2 separate regions of the Macaca mulatta genome follow, and region 2 is linked to region 1. The links are chromatin contacts, called in public Hi-C maps. All regions are on one chromosome and are shown on one strand. The core of a region is the stretch at or near the end of the contact, and the rest is flanking DNA. Distances in the headings are between cores, read along the strand shown.

What was found. Hi-C and Micro-C count contacts between places; a contact is called where the count stands out from the background.
Region 2: a contact with region 1 is called in a Hi-C map of fetal cortex germinal zone, with 2.8 times the contacts expected there. The contact joins the promoter of CDC37L1 here to the promoter of JAK2 in region 1. A contact is called at or near these places in 3 of 14 Hi-C or Micro-C datasets (CD4 T cells, fetal cortex germinal zone and liver).

What each region holds. Positions count from the first base shown.
Region 1 is chr15:94,437,312-94,442,279 of T2T-MMU8v2.0, forward strand. It overlaps JAK2 (Janus kinase 2), which reads right to left and starts at 1,493. Exons shown (of 25, transcript NM_001265901.2): 1 at 1,104-1,493; 2 at 704-786.
Region 2 is chr15:94,735,936-94,740,759 of T2T-MMU8v2.0, forward strand. It overlaps CDC37L1 (cell division cycle 37 like 1, HSP90 cochaperone), which reads right to left and starts at 1,714. Exons shown (of 7, transcript NM_001257827.1): 1 at 1,420-1,714. The coding sequence starts at 1,551. It overlaps LOC144334706 (a long non-coding RNA gene), which reads left to right and starts at 1,795. Exons shown (of 2, transcript XR_013404856.1): 1 at 1,795-1,997; 2 at 4,434-4,583.

The sequences.
Region 1 (4,968 bases), core at 243-2,742:
CTCATTTTGTATATGCAAACATTCCAAAATTAAAAAAAAAAAAAATCCAAAACACTTCTGGTCCCAAGCATTCTGGAGAAGGGATACAAAATATTTATTTGCAGTAGCCCAACTCACTGTAAAAACTTATTATGAAACCAAGAGTAATCATCTCCCTTATTCCCACTTCTAGTTTCCTTCTCCATACTAAGCCGCTACTATCCTTTCATTCAGAGAAATGGAGTTTCTCCTGACAGATTAGTATTTACCGGAAAACAAACTGGGTAAATTCAACCGACACAACAAGCTTAGGCAGATAAAACCATCACGAAGCATTCAGTGTGGTAGCAGAAACCCCAGCAAGAATAGCTAACGTGTTCTCACAAAAGCTATCTCTTATTGGTTGGAAATATTCCTCTTTGAAGGATTAAGAACCTCTGGCTGTCTAAGAAGAAAGGGTAATGGACAACGTTTTACATTTCTCTGCAAAGTCACGTTATGTGTAAAGCCAACAAAAAAAATGTTTCTTAAAGGATCCAAGACGAACAAAACACCCCAAAATTACTCTCGCATATCAACATTAAAAGTTTAGCACTGACATTTTCAGAGTAAGCAAAAATGAGCCCTGCCTGTCTTCACACGCTTCCAGCCTTCCTACGCACGCACTCCCAGCTCGCGACACCTTCTTCGCCTTTACTGCAGCGATAGAAGACAGCACACCCACCGTCGCGGGAGGAGGAGGAAGAACCTCTTTTTCTGCAGAAGAGAAACAGCTCACATCTTGTTCCTGTTGCCTTCTTCTGAAACCTAAAAAAAAAAACAAAAAAGCAGCAGTTACTACTACCACATAAGTCCAGGAGAAACAGATGCTTTCTCTAGGCTGTTTAAGTGTCTAGAAAATTTTAAAAAGGAATAAGGAGGTGGGGGGTGCGGGAATTATAAGACACAAATGGAAGCAAATATCACTAGCAAGACTCGTTCTAGGTGTCGTCTTAAAGAGGAAGATTTTTCTGGCTCAGAAGTTTGCTGCCACTAGCAGGGGGGAGGCGGGATCAGAAGGTAAGAAGGGGGTGGAGAGACAACTGCTGCCCCCCACCCAGAAGCCAGGCAGAGATAACACCCACCGGTTACACAGATGGGGCGACCAGAGTGCGCCCTTGAGCCCGCAGGGGCGGCTCCTACCCGGCGGGCCAAGGTCTGCGAAGCCCCGAGGCGGGCACGGCTCTGAGCGACCTCCAGGCTGAGCCCTCGGGGGCCCTCCAGGGTGGGCTCAGCTCCCACTCACATCCCTCCGCGGCGAGGACCAGGCCTCTCCCTGAGCCGCGGCAGCCCTCAGCCCCGACGCGCGCCGCAAGCCCGGGCCGAGGGGCCCGAGTGGCCGAGAGGCCGAAGTGACGACGAGAACACCCGAGCGAGCCGAGAGCCGGCCCAGCCTGTCAGCGCCGAGGGAGGCCGTTAGAGGCGTCCGCTGGTGCCCTCTTCTGCTCCTCTTCCTCTCTCCTTCTTGCAGCCCCACACCACTCCCACTTCGGGCAGCCGGGAAGCCCGTCACAGTTGTCTCCACCCTCTCCTGGGCCACACCGTCTTCTCAACGCCGCGGGCGACACTGACTTGGTCGCCCTATTAGCTTCGAACTCAGCCTCCAGGTTGGCCTGCAGTCTCCCCGACTGGCAGGAGACTGGGCCGGATAGACGCTGGGGGAGAGCCGGACGCGTGTTCCGCAGTGCGCGTGCGCCCCTCGGTGCTGGCCGCGGGACCTGCGGGCGCGGGCCACGCAGGGCGGCGGCTTCTCGGGAAGCCGGCGGGCGCGCGTGGAGATTCCTGGGACTGCCCCTGGGCGTGAGCGCGCAACGAAGTTAGGGCGGCGGCGCCGCCTCGCAAAACACTGGTGCCTGGCTGGAGCTAGGTGCCAGCGCTGGGCCCGGGCTTCGCTAGATGGGCGGGTGTGTGTGTGTGGCCGCCGCCCGCCAGGGAAGCGGCCGGGAGTGAGTCAGCCTGACTGGCGCCCGCCCCTCCAGAACACAGCCCGCACCGGAGGAGGCCGGGCTGCCTCCGCACGGAGACTCCCCTCCCGCACACTTGTCCGCTTTCTGCTTTTCCTTCCACTTCCCGGGTACAGCAGACCTGTACTTCCCCAGTCCAGGCTGCTAGGCGGAGGGGAAGTGGCGCCGGGGGCCGGGGACAACAAGCTTACACGCGCTGTTTCGTGGCAATGCGACCTCCAGCGCCTGACTCCGATCAGGCACCTGGCTGGAAAGGGGTGAAGGTGGGATGAAGTGCCCAGCTGTCTGCGGGTTGGCGACAAGGCCTAGCGAATGTTTCTGCTAGAGGAGAAATAACTTTACCGGCGTAGCCTGGTGTAGCCCAGGAGAGGGTGGAGACAATGGCTGTGACGGGCTTCCCGGCTGCCAAAGGACCTTATTCATTTATTCAGATATTTACCGAGTGTCTACTAGGTGCCAGGCTGTAAGTCCCCAAAGATACTAAGTGAACACTACCCCACACACTCCTTGCCCTACTGGATTGTATTCTGATGGAAGCGACAAAATAACAAACAACGCTTTAAATGCATAATGTGCGGGGTGTGTGTAATTGCCACTAAGAAAATGCGTAATTTTCTGCTGCCATATACATAATAACAAAGAAAAGGAGTAGAAAGTGAAGCGGGGCTGTGCTGTTTCATGGTGGCCAGGAATGATTTCCTAGAATAAATGACATTTGAGCAGAGATCTAAAGGATGAGAATGAACCAGTCCCATGACTATCTGGGAAAACAATTTCAGGCAGAGGGACTCCTGAAAGCAAAGACCTTGAGAAGGGAATGTGTTTGGCAGGTTCAAGGATCAGGAAAGAGATCACTGTGGCTGGAGGACACTGAAGGAGGGGGCAGTGGTAAGAAGTGAGGCCAAAGAAGTAGCCTGGCAACAGATCGTGTAGGGCTTTTTTCAAGTATTAGCCCTCTTTCTGTCAACCTAAATGAAGTGACGCATTCATAGCTCCTGTTTCCCCATACACAAGTGATGCTGCTATTCAGGTCTGTCTTGTACTTACTGGTTTCTTTAAACCTCACCAAAGCAACTCCTGCATTTCTTCTTACATAAGACCCATTGCAAAAGGTCTTTAAGCAAATGATAGCAGCATAGGAAATGACTTGAATTCACCCTGACTCTTTTAAAGTAAATAATGAACTAGAGCTGTGTAAGAGGGAGGGATTTACAGGAAAATTGCATTCCTACGGCAACTGCTTCATAGGCAATATATGGGCAAAGTTAATTAGAATTTCTAATTATTAATTGTGACTCAGTGGCTTAGAATATCAAGGCTGCAATTACAAACAAAGACTACCAAAAGAGTTCTTTTTATTTTCCTGCAAACAAAAACTGTTACTGGGGTAAAAGCTAGAACACAGACCCACACAAAGAAGGAGAGCTGAAGATGACCTTAATGTCATGGTTAAATGAAAAGCATCAGAACTGTAGAAATGGAAATGTGATCTTTTGTGAGGGGAAAAAAATGCTTGTTTTAGAACTCTGAAACAGTATTATTTCCATTATAAGTGATGTTTCTATATTTTGCAGTGATATGCTTATGTAACTAGGCATGGTATCTGTTACTATCCACAGCCTGTTTGCAGGGAGAAGCCATTTAGAATTGGTGAATATTGAGGATATTTTTGTGGGGGAGCAGAGTATTTTCTTAATATTACAGATGTGGGTATGGAAGACAAGGTGGACAAGGGGTATATTATTCATAAGCCTATAGAATTGAGAAATCTTCTGTCTACCCACAGAGAAAGATGAAGCAACTTGCCTTCTGTCATTCAGAAAGTGAAAGCCTCCCTCATCACTAAGACATGATTTTAAGTCAATGCTACCCTGGAATGTTGAGCTTTTTTCACTCTGGGTATTAACAGAACTTTTGAGCTCTTTATGTGATTCCTGGTAGTGGCATCACTAGAAATTTGCTCCTCAAGGCAAACATTTCAGGAAATTTCCCCTATTCTTTGATAATGATGGAAAGAATTCCAAGGAATTTGACCAAGTCTTTCAGAACATTCACACAATATGAAGAAACAAGAAATATGAGCTGTAAGGTAACACATTTAGATTCAAAACTTTGTGGCAAGATCCAATGGGAAAAATTAACAGCTAGCTGTTGACTATGGGGCTGTGTGTAGTGTCTTGAGCTTTTGTCTTTCCAGTGTTGGCCAGCATGGCAGCGGTGATTCTTGACTGCTATGCCCAAACCCGCCCCCAACCACAACGAGACTGCCTCAGTAAGTGTGAGATGGCACATTGGCTTCTATATCTTTTTAACATTTTTAGGTGGTTTGACATAAAGCCACAGTTGAAAATCCATGGCCAAGAGTTTACGAACTTACGCTTTAGAGTCCAGACCACCCAGGTTTCTTTCAATCACAGCTTTTGCCAGGAAAGTTTATTTAGATTTTCTAAGCCTCTGTTTCCTCATCAGTAAAATGAGGATAATAATCTCCCCTGTAGAGAGATTTTGAAGATTAGGTGAAAAAGTATTTTAAAACCCTTAGCACAGTTATCAAATGCCTATTATATCTGTGGCAGGACCAATTTACAGATATAACCAAGCTGGGAGGTGTAAGAAATTTGTTTAATTTTATTAGGAAGATTGAAGTATGTGTCACAGTTTATTGTACTACACAGGAAAGTGTGGGCTGGTAGGATAAGGGCTGAGTTGTAATAGAGATGAAGATCTCCATCTGAATTTTAAAAAATAGAACTATATCATTAAATAATGAGATTGTGAAAACATATTCTTAAGGGGGGACATAAATTGAGCATACAAAAAAAAGATGCAGGAAAGTCCTTGGAAAGGGAAACAGGCTCAAAACCAAAGGGCTGGGGAGAGGCCAGGAGTTAGTTTCTTTCCAAAACAGGGAAGGTGTACTTTTCTGAAGGCAGAAAGGAATAAATTATGGAGAGAGGCTTATTTATTCCAAATGTAGGATTATAAA
Region 2 (4,824 bases), core at 464-2,963, 300 kb after region 1:
ATGAGAGAGATAAGCTTACTCACTTCTAAAAATCTTTCAGTTAAACAAATTTATAAGTGCACAAGTAAGAAATTAACATACAGATATTTCTCTAGATTACTTCTGTAATTCAACCACAATGCACTGTAATTCTTGACACCCTTTTTCCTCTTCATATGCCTTCCAAATTGACAATGGCACCTGCTGTTCACTCTTTTTTTCCTCCCTAACACATCATATGCTTATAATACATTTTGTATATAAAGATGACACTGGTGATCCAAAATTAGTGGGTGACTAATGATGGACCCATCAACTCTCATTCTATCCTCCTAAAAAATGTCTTATAGTTCCCCAGTGACTAGCTGGCCAAAGTACAGACAGTGGTTATGAAACAGCATTTTTCTCTGTGTGAAGCCAACTAACTCTGTTAGCTGGGCATAAGACTGATAATCTCACGCTTACTGGCAAACAATTTAACTCATCCTCATTAACATCTAGCAAAATAAGTTGAGAGGAAAACTACTATTAAATCTGTTACACTCTTGGGAACCCCATTTTGCAAGGAGGCGACAGACACCTATGATCCATTGAATATATTAGTGTTTAGACTGTGATCCTGAAATATACTTCCAAAACACACAGGGATTCGGAGGAGAAAAAAAACAGGAAAAGGTGATGCGAGTATGTAAGTATCCCCTAAGATAGGTCCCTGAAAAATCCTTAGTAGTATATCACATTTGGATACGTTTCAATGGCAGGAAGGCAGGAAAGCTGGATTGAAAACACAAGTAAATACCAGGAACCTAAGAGAAGTCTGAAGGAAAAGGCAAGTATATGCGTATATATTTTCACTGGAGAATGACGTGAAGCAAAACTAAACAGTAAGGCAAAGATGGTCACGCGAATGGGAGAGGTGTACGCCAGCGTCAAAAGCGAGGTTTGAAGAATTTACTCAGTTGTCAACATGGGTTGAAATCGCATGTGAAATCTTTGTGAGGACTCGGTGTGACGTTGAACTACAATCATTCACTGTTCCTATCAACTGTGCACAAGTATGCTAGAGCCTTTAACAGAATAAAGTGCTCCGGGAAAACCTCTCACAAGAGGACAAAGGGTCAATGTTACACCATGAGCCGCCCCAAATCTGGGTGCTGTCAGGAAGGGGAGATGGAGGAACGTCTTCCAAGGGTGAACAGCAATCAGCCAAGGTGAAAGAAAAGGTGTGCGTGGAGGTGGAGGTTGGTAATACATGGCCACCCCGTCTCCATCCGAAAATGCTATAAAAGGGGTGGGATGGTATCAGGCATCAGATCCCCGGGCCCCGGCAGTGAGGTGGGCGCAGAAAAAGGCTTAGAAGAGGGTCTGGGAGACGCGGCATTCCAGGGGTTTGGGGACAGCACCACTCCATCCCTCGGCAGAACGCAGGCCCCCTCTCACCTGGGCGCCGCCGCCCGGCAGCTGCGGGCAGCGGGGAGAACTGGGGAACACGTCCAAGTCACTCTCTTCCTCAGCCTCACCCTCGGCCCGAGGGAGGCTCCAGGGTCCCGGAGGCGGCCACGGTTGCTCCATGTCCGGCTGCTCCGGGTCCTACAACCGCCCCCGGCCCTACAACTGCCACTGCCAACAGACTTGGCGTGAGTGGAACCTGCTGCGCCGAGCCAGAAGCCCAGCCGGGGGCCAGGGCCGTTACCCAGAATCCCTCTACTGGCCGCGATGCCGCTGCACACCCCGCGATAGCCTGGGCCTCGCCACCGGCGGACGGCGGAAGAAATAGTCGGCACGGTGCGTCACTTCCGGTTGGGGCGGGGCTGTGAAGGCGCGTCCCGGGCTCTTTGCGTGTAGGGGGTGGATCTACAATTGTATTCCTGTTTTAAGCACCATTCTCTTTGAGCTTTTCGGCACTGCAAACTTAACGGCTAATGGCGCTGTGGGTGGAGAAATGTTTGTTAGGTAGCGTTAGGTATTGCTATCTGGTGTTCCCTATACCGAAAACGGCGGGTCCTGGCCGCCTGGAGGTACGCAGCCCAGGTGTCCACTTTGCATGTTCCTTGGAAATTGCAACTCGTTCCTTTACGTTGACATTTAAACCAGTGATTCTAAGGCAGAGTTGGGGCGGAGGGAGGAGAATTTTGAGCAAGCGGAGCCAGTTTTCCTCTCATTTCTAATTACAGGCAACAACAGAATTCTGTGGTTGGTTGGTTGGAGGAGTACACCAAAAATAAAGTACCAGAGCGAGCACGGCTTCAAAAAAATTAGGATCAGTACCGCTAGTAGCGAACGTATAAGAAGGGCTTCCTGTATTCCTACGTATCTTGTTTAAGCCTAAAGATGTGTGCCCTCTTTATCCCCTTTTTTGGAGACGAGGCAATAGACCTAACAAGCCTGAGACCACACATTTTACAAGGAAGAGGTAGCATCCAGCCCCAGGGAGTTTAACTTCAGAACTTGCACGTTTAACAATCAGGTCTTGCTGCCCTACTCATAAAGAGACCCAAATAAAAACAACATGACGCCATTTTTTTCCATGTATTTAGATTGGCAAACTTATGAAGTCGCTTAATACCAAATGTGTACCAAGACGTAAGCAAATGATGTAAGAATGTCATTAGTGTAACCTTTTAGGAGGAGTAATTTGACAATATGAGAGGCTTGAGCGGATTGATTCAGCAATTTCACCACTAAGGAAGTATGCAACAATTATTTTTGCGCCAATATCCAAGGATTTATCTACAAAGATTTTTGGCAGCAATTTTTGTGTGTGTGTGGCAAGAAAAAAAAAAAGTATTCTGATTGTCCATCTATAGAGGAACTTAAATTACGGAATATTAATACAATGGGATATTACCCGTTTTTAAAAAAGTAAATTGTATCTAAATATGCTGATACATAAATACCTCCAAAAGGTATTGAGTTTTAAAGCAACTTGCAGAATTAAACATATGTGTACGTATACAGAGAGAGGGCAAGAGAGAGAGATGGTATTTGCGTGCATGTGGGGGTGTGTGCAGAACATTCCTGGAGGATATACAAGAAACTGTTAATGATTACCTCGGGTGGGTGAGCCTAGGAAGAAAAGCTGCTGAGGACCTTTACTTTCCACATTTAGCTTCCCTGTACTGTGCTGTTTGAAATTTTTCCAATGAATGTACATTAGTAATTATAACAGTACAAGATTACTATAAAATTAATTACAAATAAAAGCTGAGAATCACTTTTGCACCTAAACCTTTTGAATTTAGGGGTGAAAGTAACAGGAGAGACTGGAAAGGGAAGAATAAAAGAAAAACATTTTTCTCTTTGCTTCCATGAAGCCACCAAGTGCTTTGAATATGCCTGGCATAAAGTAAGCCCTGTATAAACGCTAATGCTGTTGGTTTTTCTCCTACCTCTTTTACTACTTCTCCTCAGTCTTCTTCCCTTCTAGCTGACCTCTAACTTTAGAGTTCCTCATATTTTGGCCAGTGAGGAGAATTCTGTGGCTTTACATAACATCTGTGTATCTATAATTCTCAAATTGAAATCCAAGTCCTGACCTTACCCCTGTGCTCCAGACTCATGTCTACCCGCTGATTTGTCATCTCTTTTTGAATGGTTCATACACATCTTAAATTTAACACATCCAAACCCTTGATCTCACTCCCTTCCCCAAACTTCTGTCTTTTCTGTGTCAATCAATGGCATCACCATCCAGTCCAAAACCTAGAGTTCAGCCTTAGTTCCTCCCTCTCCTTTACGTCTCACACCAACAGCAAGTCCTGCTGTTTTTACCCCCAAATACGTCTTGAATTTATGTTCTCTCCTGCTTTACTGCGTACTCCCTAGGCCAGAACACTATGATTGCTTCTCAGAACTACTGCAGTAGTCTTCCATGCTTCTGTTCCATTCTTGCTCCTTACAATCTCTTTATACTCGTCCCAGAGAGATATTTAAAAAAATATATATTGTGTCTCACCCCTACTATATCAATTATATGCTTTCAATGCAAATAACTGAAACCCCAGCTAAAAGAAACCTAAACTATAAGGACATTTATTGGCTATTTAACAAAAACAATGATGCCAGGATAGGCTTAGCAGTTCAAAGATGTCATTAAAGATTCAGGTTCAGGCCAGGCGTGGTGGCCTACACCTGTAATCCCAGCACTTTGTGAGGCCAAGGCTGGTGGATCACTTGAGGCCAGGAGTTCGAGACTAGCCTGGCCAACATGGCGAAACCTTGTCTCTACTAAAAATACAAAAATTAGCCAGGCATGGTGGTGCATGCCTGTAATCCCAGCTACCCGGGAGGTGGAGTTTGCAGTAAGCTGAGATCGCACCATTGCACTCCAGCCTGGGTGACAGAGCGAGACTGTGTCTCAAAAAAAAGAAAAAAAAAAAAAAAGAAAGATTCAGATTCTTTCAATCCCTATCCCCCATCTCCAGCATCCTAAATCTGTTTACTTTCATTTTCAGGCTTGTTACATCATTGTTGCAGGATGGCTGCTACAGCTCTGGACATCACATCAAAATATGGCAGAAGCTAAAGCAGGAAGAGAGAGGAGAAGGCAAAACAGCTGTATTCACCTGTGATTCTCATATGAAGAATAAAGGTATTTCTCGAAATCTTTTAGTGAAATCCTTGTATCTTATTGGCCAGAACTGGCTTAAATAAATTATGATTTGTTCTCTGGAGCTGGATGCATTGCTACCTAAACAAAATTGGAGTTCTGTTAGCAAGGAGGAAGAGTTTGTGGCAGTAAGGTAGGCTATCACATTTTCTGCCATAACTGATAAAGTTCCTGTGAAACCTAGTGGCAGCCTAATTCCTAAGTGTCATTCCTGTCTTTATTTTTTTTTTTTTTTT